Regions from separate parts of the Mus musculus genome. Here regions 1 and 2 are each linked to region 3. Evidence: chromatin contacts called from public HiChIP or PLAC-seq and promoter capture Hi-C data. All regions are on one chromosome and are shown on one strand. The core of a region is the stretch at or near the end of the contact, and the rest is flanking DNA. Distances in the headings are between cores, read along the strand shown. Region 1 has its middle 15 kb from the start of Cmtm4. Region 2 holds the start of Cdh5 (cadherin 5). Region 3 holds the start of Tk2 (thymidine kinase 2, mitochondrial).

Region 1 (3,032 bases), core at 65-2,564, 160 kb after region 3:
CCATCCTCCATACCCCTTCTTCCTCCTTCCTCTGGCCCTTTCCTCCTGTGTTGGGAACTGAACCCAAGACCTTGTGTATAGTAAGGCAGCTGCCTTGCTTGGTACATATGGCCTTTGCTGCTCCTTCATGGCCCTTTCAGTGTAGGATGCTAAGGTAGCTCCACACGTTTATGCCTAATTGCCTTCCTGCCTGAGTTCACACTGGCTGGCTTCATTCCAGTCCACCACCACAGGGTTCACTGCAGTTTGCCCTCTTTTGATTACCCATCCCACCCTCTCCCTCCTCTGGCCCTGAGAGAGATGCCTGATCATCCTGCGTGAGTTTGCTGGCCCACTGTCTCTATAGAGCACACTTTCCCATCCTCACTGCCACACCCTCATCATTATATGGATGTCCGTCACATGGCTGGCTCTCCCCTCTCTGGATCACACACCCATATCTGGCTGTACTACATACATGTGCACACCCTGACAAAAGCAACCTAAGTTTATTTCAACTTACAGTGTAAGGGTTGATAGTCCATCACGGCAAGTTATCCCTAGCAATGAACTGGAGGCCACTGATCAAGGTAGCAGAGAAAAATGGCTGCAAGCGATCAGCTTTCTTCTCCTTCTCTTTCCTTCTCCTCCTCCTCCTCCTCCTTCTTCTTCTTTTTTGTTTTGGTTTTTCAAGACAGGGTTTCTCCGTGTAGCCCTGGGTGTCCTGGAACTCCAGTTCAGGCTGGCCTTGAACTCAGAAATCTGCCTGCCTCTGCCTCCCAACTGCTGGGATTAAAGGTGTGTGCCACCACTGCCCCAGCCTTCCTTTTTTAAAAAATTAATTAATTAATCTATCTATCTATCTATCTATCTATCTATCTATCTATCTATCTATCTATCTATTATATGTAAGTACATTGTAGCTGTCTTCAGACACTCCAGAAGAGGGAGTCAGATCTCGTTACGGATGGTTGTAAGCCACCATGTGGTTGCTGGGATTTGAACTCTGGACCTTCGGAAGAGCAGTCGGGTGCTCTAACCCACTGAGCCATCTCACCAGCCCTTTTTTTTTAATAAAAAAAAAAATTCTTCTACTATTTTATTGTGTGTGCGGGTGTTTTGGCCTCATGTATGTAAGCATAGCACATGCATGCATTGTGCCCACAGAAGCCAGAAGAGGGTGTTGGATCGCCCTGGAACTAGAGTTACAGATGGTTGTGAGCTGCCACATGGGTTCTGCCAACCGAACTTGGTCCTTTGGAGATGCAGCCATGCAGCCAGTACCCTGCTGAGCCATCTCGCCACCCACACTCCCATCCCCACCTCCCTTTTTTCCTTTATGACTAGATCTCTCACTATGCAGTCCTGGTTAGCCTGGTTAGTCATACTGCAGAGCAGGCAGACCTCAAATTCCTGTGATTTCCTTGCCTCTGCCTCCTGAGGGTTAAAAGCATATGCCAGTAGATCCTGTAGCTTTCTTTTTTATGCAAACCAGTTCTCCAGCCCAGGGAACAGTACTGCACACATTCAGGATGGGCCGTTCCCATCTCAATTAACCTAATAAAGATAATCCCTTACAGGCACATCAGAGGCTTGTCTCCTTAGCGATTCTAGATCCCATCAAATTGGCAGTATTCATCATCGCATCCTGAATCAGGTCAACTCCGTGGCTTTGTCCTTCTCAGCTTGTTTCAGCTCTGAAGTCTTGCAGGAGGGTGCTTCTTTTTCCTATGGCAGTGGCTAACACTCTATGCCAGGCCTTCCACTCCCAAACACAGGAAATGGCTTTTCACCTACTGAAGTCTCAAACACCTGCTCCAGGGCTCCACAGTTTCCCATCATACCCACAGGTAGCCATCTCCCATGCACCACCCGACGAAAGGCCTTAGGACCAAATTGTTGTGGGGGGTGAGGGGGGAGAAGGGACCTGTAAAGATTCTAGCTTTCGAGTGTGGGAGTTATGGAGTTTACTTGTAGCCTCAGAGACCTTGGTCTCAGTCTGGACTGAGTGGGCTCCATGTTCACCTTTCTATTACTAGCATCTTAAGTATCTGCAGCCCGGGTCCATGAGTCCTTGGAAGGTGACCATAGCTCCCCAGAGAGGCAGGAAGGAGGCACAGGACTACATATATATCCACATATCCAGATGCCCACGCATGCAGATGGCAGAGAGCTGCCTTGCCCATGAAAGCAGGCAGTTGCCCAGGTGATGGATCTTGTGATTCGCTGAGAGCCTATCTTCCCTAAAATAGCTATCTTTGCTCAGTCTGAACTAGCAATTTATTTCTTCAGTTTTAAGGCCTGGTATTTGACATTGTTCAGCCTGGGATAGAAAGCATGCAACCTAGGGAGAAGGCCATATCAAAGAGACATTGAGATTCATGTCCCCAGCTCTGCTCCTGTGTGATCCTGGCCAGTGACTTCCTCCCTGGCTCTTTGTCACCATCTCTAAGCCCTTTCAAAAGTTCTGACCTGTGTCCTTGACACACATTTCAGGACACTGTGCATTGCTAGGATACTTAGGGTCTCCCTGAGTGGCAGGTGAGATTTTCTCTTCTTTGGAGGATGACACTCACCAGAAGCCAAGGGACTTCCCCAAACCACTCAACTGTCAACTTCTGGGGCCAAGACTCACACTCAAGTCTGGGTCCGTGACTGAGGCAGTCCAGGTGTCCAGGCTGCAGCTGTGGGCTAGTTTTCCTTTCCTGCAGCTGTCCCAGTCTGGCCAAATCCCATGAGGGTTCCGAAGGCAGTGGGAACTATCTGGCAGAGCAGCTAAATGGAGACTGTGTTGGGTGACCAAGGCCTGCGGCCACCTGCAGATAAATGTTTACCTCACTTTCCTCTGTGCCTAGGTCAGAGCTACTGGTGGGCACTGGTGAGTTCAGTTGCTCTTGTGGCAAAAATTCGACTGTCTTAACTATTGCACAAGAAAAGAAAGGAGGGCAGAAAAAAAAAAGTTTAAGTCAAAGAAGGTGCTATCACCACAATCCAAATTTGAAACTTGGTTTTTTGTTTTTTGTTTTTGTTTGTTTTGTTTTTCCAAGACAGAG
Region 2 (2,919 bases), core at 58-2,557, 150 kb before region 3:
GACCTGGAGGGAGTGATTGGCTACACCAACTTTGCTTTCGTTCACCAAGCCCATGTCTCTACTTGGGTGTCTAATGGGCATCTCCAACATTACCTACCCCAAACAGAAAACCCTTTCTTCCCCCCACCACACCCCACCCTACCCCCACAGTATTTTCTCCATGCCCGGAAAGATCTGCTCTCTTATGGTCCCTCTTTGCCTCACTGAAAAGCAGGACAAGTTGGGGACTTCCCAAACTTTTATGCATGAAGAAACCCAGGCAATTTGCCAAAAGGTACACTCTGGGGGTCTGTCATTTACTCTGAGCCAGAACCCTGAAATTTTTACTAACCCATCACATAATGAATGAAGAGAATCTTTTTCTTTTTTTTTTTTTTTCTTTTTTTTTGGTTTTTCGAGACAGGGTTTCTCTGTATAGCCCTGGCTATCCTGGAACACACTCTGTAGACCAGGCTGGCCTCGAACTCAGAAATCCACCTGCCTCTGCCTCCCGAGTGCTGGGATTAAAGGCGTGCGCCACCACGCCTGGCTGAATGAAGAGAATCTTGACCTCATCTCCCCAGCCTCTTGGTCCTGAGGGACCCTGGTCTACCTACTGCTTTGCTGTCTTCTTAGCTCTTCTTACTTTTTTGCTGACTCAGACCTATGGCTATCTCCATTATACAGATGAGGAGACTGAGGCATGGATCCCTGGTTGGTCCATGGTCACGTGAAGCCCATCACCCAGTATTTGTAAAGTGAGATGGGCCAGGCTGGTACCTTGGAACTGAAACTCACACTGCCCTACCTGGAAGAATCTGACAGGCAAAATCTGCTGCTGAAAGTGATTGTCTGTCACGTTTCTCAGCTGCCCGACTCTGAGAACTCCACAGCCCCCTTTCGTTCCACCATACTACAGAGTCGCCACGGAAAGCCGGCTCTGTGGAGAAGCTGAGGTAGCTGGGTTTCTGTCTGGGTTACTCTGTCCAGCGAGGAAACAAGTACCTTAGACCCACTAAGCCTCTGCTTTCTGAACTGTAAAGTGGGGGATATGACACCTGCCTCCCAGGGATGGCTGAATGCTCTGGCAGAAGCTTAGAGCCCCCACAGCTACCCCTAGGCTCACAGCTCCTCCGATGAGACCTAGAATTGAGGTATGAGTTGAATACCCCAGGCAGGTCCAAGGCTTCCACGGGCCCAGGCTGACCAAGCTGAGGCCGCCCACCGTAGGGCTTGCCTATCTGCAGGCAGCTCACAAAGGAACAATAACAGGAAACCATCCCGAGGGGAAGTGGGCCAGGGCCAGTTGGAAAACCTGCCTCCCTCCCAGCCTGGGTGTGGCTCCCCTCTCCCCTCCTGAGGCAATCAACTGTGCTCTCCACAAAGCTCGGCCCTGGACAGACTGCAGTGGAGAGAGCCTTCTGCTCACGGACAAGGTAAGTGAGACTCCCAAATCCCTCTCTACTCCTGTCTCATGGAGATAAAACTGGGAGAGTCCTGGCTTGCCCGTATGGGATGGCCACTGTAGGACTCTCAAGGGAACACAGCCTCTCCGGAGCCTGAGTCTCTCTGCTGGGGCCAGGGTAGGGCTAAAAAAAATGCATATCTCTTAGTGTGCAAGGACACAAACGGTTATCTCAGAACCAATGTTCAAGAAAGACTCAGCAGCCTTGTAAGTAGACTGTCGTACTCAGGGAAACTCCAGTGACCTGGAGCTTCTATGACTACCAGGCTCAAAGAGGATAGGATTTCCACTGTCACTCAGCAAGGACAAGGGCAGAGGACTGGAGTCTGGACCTTGGATTTGAGTAGGATCTGCTTTGTGTGGGATGGACAAATAACGGCTCTGTGATTCCCTTCCCTATCTACCAGGATTAGCTCTGCCTTCTGCCCAAAGGACAATCTGGTCCAGAGCTAAAGAGATAGATTTCCCAAGGTCTGACTTATATTCCCCTGCCCCGTTATCTCTACCTACAACACCTCGAGGGACTAGGGTGGGATTTGGGGAGCTGAAAGGGGTACTCGTTCCCTCTGTCAATATCTCCCACTTTCAAGATGGGCCTTCTGAGGTTCAGCTCTGGGCACTTGGAGTCCCATTTATGAGCCCTCTTCCCTCATCTCCCCTAGACTCTCAGAGCCTGCTTTGTGTTTCGGCAGTTGCAGGCAGGAAGGTAGCCTGTAGTTTCTCCCCCAACACCAGATACTCAGAGCCCAGAGCTCAAGAATTCTTGTGGCCGTACAGCTCAGCAAAGTCTCTGGAAGGCCCTAGAGACAAGGACCTCTGAGCCAAAAGCCCAGCTCAGAGACAGTGACCCTCGGCACTGATCCCAGCCTACTCACTTCGGTGTGGCCTTGGGACGGTAACCTAAGGTCTCCAAACCTTCATTAGGAGAGGACATTTTTGGATGCAATTCTATTCACAATCTGTGGTGAGCGGTGGAGATGGTTCATGCAGAAAGAATATTCCGACAAAACAATGGCTCCTGGATTTACTATCCAGTCCCAAGGAGGTAGATAGGGTAACTCTGTACTCAGAGACAACAACAGAGATCCAGAGGAGAGTTAGTGTGAAAATTGAGTCAGAATGACGATGGGAACTTAGATTTAGTCCTCCTCAGCACGGGCTCTTCCTGGAACCTGTGACTACATGGGGTCTCTGGCTTCTAGACCATAAAGTTGTAGAAACATCTTCAGTCCTTACTTGTGATATACACTCTTGGCTCTGGGCTTAACTCCTAATGAGAGGCAGATAGATAGCCAGGGAATCCTGAGTGGATTTACCCACTACCCCATAGCCATAGGTGGCTGTGAATACCACAAAGATTTGAAACCACAAAGCACAAGTCTCACACCTCCTGTTAGGGGGTCTCACCCATGTGAAAGGAAGGGCCAGAGTAAGAGAGGCCATATACTTAGCTACCCCTGCTGCAAGCACCTCCG
Region 3 (3,241 bases), core at 714-3,213:
TTTGCCTGCTTGTACGTCTGTGCTCCAGTGTATGCCTGGTGTCCATGAAGAGCAGCAGAGGCGGGGTCAGATCCTTTGGAATTGGAAGTAAACAGTTTGTGGGCTGTCACGTGAGTGCTAGGAACAAAAACCTGAATCTTCTGTAACATCAACAAGAGCTCTTAACTGCTGAGCCATTTCTCCAGCCTTGAAAACCAAGCCTCCTCTTCCTGTGATGTCACTCCTGCTTCCCAGGGACACGCCTTCCTCCTGACTACCTCCACTGCCCCACCAAGGGGTACAGGAGGGCACACCTTCCACCCTCCAGAGGCACTAAGGTGCTCCAGCTGCCTTCTCCCCAGCCATCTGAGCTCAAGGCTTTCAGCTCCCTTACAGAAACGGGCCCTGACCACTTGGGAGTGACACACAACTGAAATCCCAGTGTTCAGGAGGGGTCGAAGCCGAAGGATCACAAGTTTGAGGCCAGCCTGGGGTGAGATGATCTCAAAGGAAGAAACTGAACCCTTGGGCTGGTGGTAACCAAAATACTGCTGCAACATTTAAACCTGTCTAACTTGCACTTCCTTTGACCTCACAGCCCCAACCCCCAGAGCCTGCCTGTCAAGCACCTCCTGACTGAGGCCACCCTGAGGTCCCTCGTGGATTCTCTGGTCTCCACTAGACAGCAGAAGGAAGTGAGAAGAACACTTCCCCCCACATCTGGGCGGGGCAATCGGCAGTGAAGCAAATAGATGCAATTTAAGCCGTTTAGATGGCTCGGTCAGCATCTTTGGCAGTTCACAAACACCTGAACATGAGTGCTTACTACCTGAATGCAGCTCGAGGCCCCACTCCCGCCCGTACACACAAGAAATGGCTAACGGTGATGGAATCTAAGGAGAGGAACCGGGCCACAAGAAGGAAGAGAGATTTGTGACCCTGGATATCGTCTTGGGTTTGGTTTTTCACTGTGCGCACCATTGTTTTTGTTCTCCGCCTCAAAAAAAAAAAAAAAAAAAAAAACAAAACCAAACCGAAATTACGCTGGAGAAAGCATGCAAAGAGAAACTTACCACTGCTTTTTTCTCCTTATCATTTTCTCTATCTTTATCTAAAAAAGGAAAGGAAATCGATGTTTCAATTATTCACTCTGCTCTGTGCTGACCTGATAAATGACCACACAGTCATTGCGTATGCGTGTTCCCTGGCTTACAAAAAATGTTTGCCATTCTTGGGACTCTCTACAGTTGGGTCCGTATGTGTCGCTGTACTGGGCCCAGGCCCATGTGTGCTTGCTTAGTTTCCTTTGCTCGGTACATTCTACTTTCCGTTTCACCTGGATTGTGTGCTTAGGATCTTCACAGCGCACCCAGGGATAACCTACACTCTGAGAGATTCCAAGGGTTGGGACCCAGGCTGTCTAGGCCAAGACTGGCAACACTGCCAACCCACCTGGCAGCAGCAGCCCGAGGCCAATGAAAGCTATGTCACCTGGCTTCCATTTCCGAAGAGAAAGATCCGCACTGCCAGCAAGAGGAGAAAGTCGCAAGCCTGAACCCGCCCCCTAGGTCCGCAGACACCTGCATCCACTAAGAGCTGATTAAATACAGCTCGTGCCCCAACTAGCCACCTCCCAAGCCTAAAGAATCTGACAATAAAAAATAAAAATTAAAAAAATGGGCCGAGAAGCCGCGTTTGAGCCCCACTAAGTGCCGATCCTGACAGTTCATTAGGGTCCCACAGTCCCCAGACCCTTCCTGGGGACTAGCAGGTGAGGGGGCGGGGTTCAGTGTGGCCCCTACGAGGTGGCACAAAAGCACTAGTTACCCGGAGGCCAGGCGCGGCGAGGTGCCCACAGCGGCCCGGCGCCCGAATCGAGGCTCCCGGGGCTCCCGGAGCTCCCCGGGCCCACGCTACGCAGGGACCGGGCAGCCCAACTACGCAGCGACCGCAGCAGCATAGTCCCTGGCTGATGTGCAAGTCCTACTTCCTTCCGGTGCGTCCTGGAGCCCCGCCCCACCCCTTGTCCGGCCCCGCCCCTTAAGGGATCCGCTAGTATTTCTCCCTCTAGGCTACACCGAAGAGATTCAAAGTGAGGATTTCCCCACTTACAGACCGCAGAATGGCCCTGACCCAAGTAGATTTAGAGAATGGATGGCATAATAATGCCGGGGACTGCTTAGTATATCCGATTACTTCCTTGGTTGCCGGCTCCATCCACACCTCGCACCGCCTACTCAGGATGTCCTGTATTTTCCTTCGAAAATACTCTGCAAGTAGACCTTGTCAAACTTGGGAACATTTTCCAAGCTTGTCCTTGGGCTTCAAAGGGCCCTCCTAGGTTTAATCCCCACCATCACAAAAAACAGTGTGAGGGACACAGGTGAGAGGGCCGTGAAAGCCATTGTTCCCAAATGTTACAGTCTTTGACATTTTCAACGTTTGGATTTTAATGTTCCTCGGGAAAGCATAACGAATATCTCCCCTGAATGAACAAAAAAGGGATAAGAAAAAAAGCATGTAAGGCCAACTTGTAAGCAAAAATAAGCTTGGGTACTATAATTCACCCATTCAAGACCAATAAGCCCAGATGTTGCCGCCTTGACTGTATATGGGCAGTTACAATGCGTGTAAAGAAGATTTCCACTTCTTCCAGGTGGCAAGATGCTGGCAGTCGTCTTGGGCAAAATGAAGAAAGACATTTTCTGGGTTTTGTTTTACTCTTTTAGATCTGTAACAAAAAAGCCATCACCCTAACAGGGCTTCCTGTTTATTTGCTAGGCACCTAGTAAAGGCAAATAAAATCTTCAAATTCAAAGTCGACAGTTGTGTGTGTGTGTGTGTGTGTGTGTGTGTGTGTGTGTGTGAGCGTCTTGGGGTGAGATTGTTGGTAACTGTTGATCAGATTCAGCCAAATGAACAGATCTTAGATGGGCAGGATCCAAAGAGATCTAAATGGACTGGGGTTGTGGGCTAGTTAATTCTTACCAAGGCAACACAAACTAGAAACACCTCGGGAAAGGGAGCCTCAATTGAGAAACTGGCTGCGGCAGATTGGCCTGTGCGCATGTCTGTGGAGCATATTCCTGTTGCTAATTGATGAAGGAGGGGTTTTGTTGTTGTTGTTGTTTTGTTTTGTTTTTGTTTTTTGCCTCCTTGCTATGGGCAATGCTGTCCCTGGGCAGGTGAGCTGCGGGTCTTTATGAATGAGCAAACCAGAGAACTACTGAAGCTGATAAACACTCTTAGTTCTTCTGCTTCT

What was found. HiChIP or PLAC-seq counts read pairs in DNA pulled down with a chosen protein or histone mark. Capture Hi-C pulls out chosen DNA fragments and counts their contacts.
Region 1: a contact with region 3 is called in an H3K4me3 HiChIP or PLAC-seq map of embryonic stem cells, with 15 read pairs. The contact joins the enhancer-like site here to the promoter of Tk2 in region 3. A contact is called at or near these places in 4 of 39 promoter capture datasets (3T3-L1-derived adipocytes, the C10 cell line, liver and 1 more), 9 of 484 Hi-C or Micro-C datasets (the HL-1 cell line, cortical neurons, double positive thymocytes and 6 more), 8 of 115 datasets of contacts at active chromatin or transcription factors (CD8 T cells, bone marrow-derived macrophages, embryonic stem cells and 2 more) and 3 of 9 other capture datasets (adipose tissue, liver and pancreatic islet).
Region 2: a promoter capture Hi-C map of liver shows a contact between it and region 3. The contact joins the promoter of Cdh5 here to the promoter of Tk2 in region 3. A contact is called at or near these places in 13 of 39 promoter capture datasets (the 3T3-L1 cell line, the C10 cell line, the HPC-7 cell line and 9 more), 2 of 15 datasets of contacts at CTCF or cohesin (large pre-B cells and pro-B cells), 9 of 484 Hi-C or Micro-C datasets (B cells, CD4 T cells, the CH12 cell line and 6 more), 9 of 115 datasets of contacts at active chromatin or transcription factors (the HPC-7 cell line, bone marrow-derived macrophages, cardiomyocytes and 3 more) and 4 of 9 other capture datasets (adipose tissue, liver, macrophages and 1 more).

The regions. Positions count from the first base shown.
Region 1 is chr8:104,409,522-104,412,553 of GRCm38.p6, forward strand. No RefSeq gene overlaps it. Among named protein-coding and RNA genes, the nearest start is that of Cmtm4, 15 kb to the left of the region's middle. Within about 2 kb of position 1,315, at least 62 of the 459 cell types and tissues checked have an H3K27ac peak or open chromatin away from gene starts, as enhancers often do. A contact at or near this core is called in the HL-1 cell line, cortical neurons, embryonic stem cells and 1 more, where this site is marked.
Region 2 is chr8:104,100,318-104,103,236 of GRCm38.p6, forward strand. It overlaps Cdh5 (cadherin 5), which reads left to right and starts at 1,308. Exons shown (of 12, transcript NM_009868.4): 1 at 1,308-1,415. All of the region lies in intron 1 of Gm29682 (predicted gene, 29682), which reads right to left.
Region 3 is chr8:104,246,595-104,249,835 of GRCm38.p6, forward strand. Tk2 (thymidine kinase 2, mitochondrial) reads right to left here and starts at 1,964. Exons shown (of 10, transcript NM_021028.3): 1 at 1,807-1,964; 2 at 1,053-1,090. The coding sequence starts at 1,939.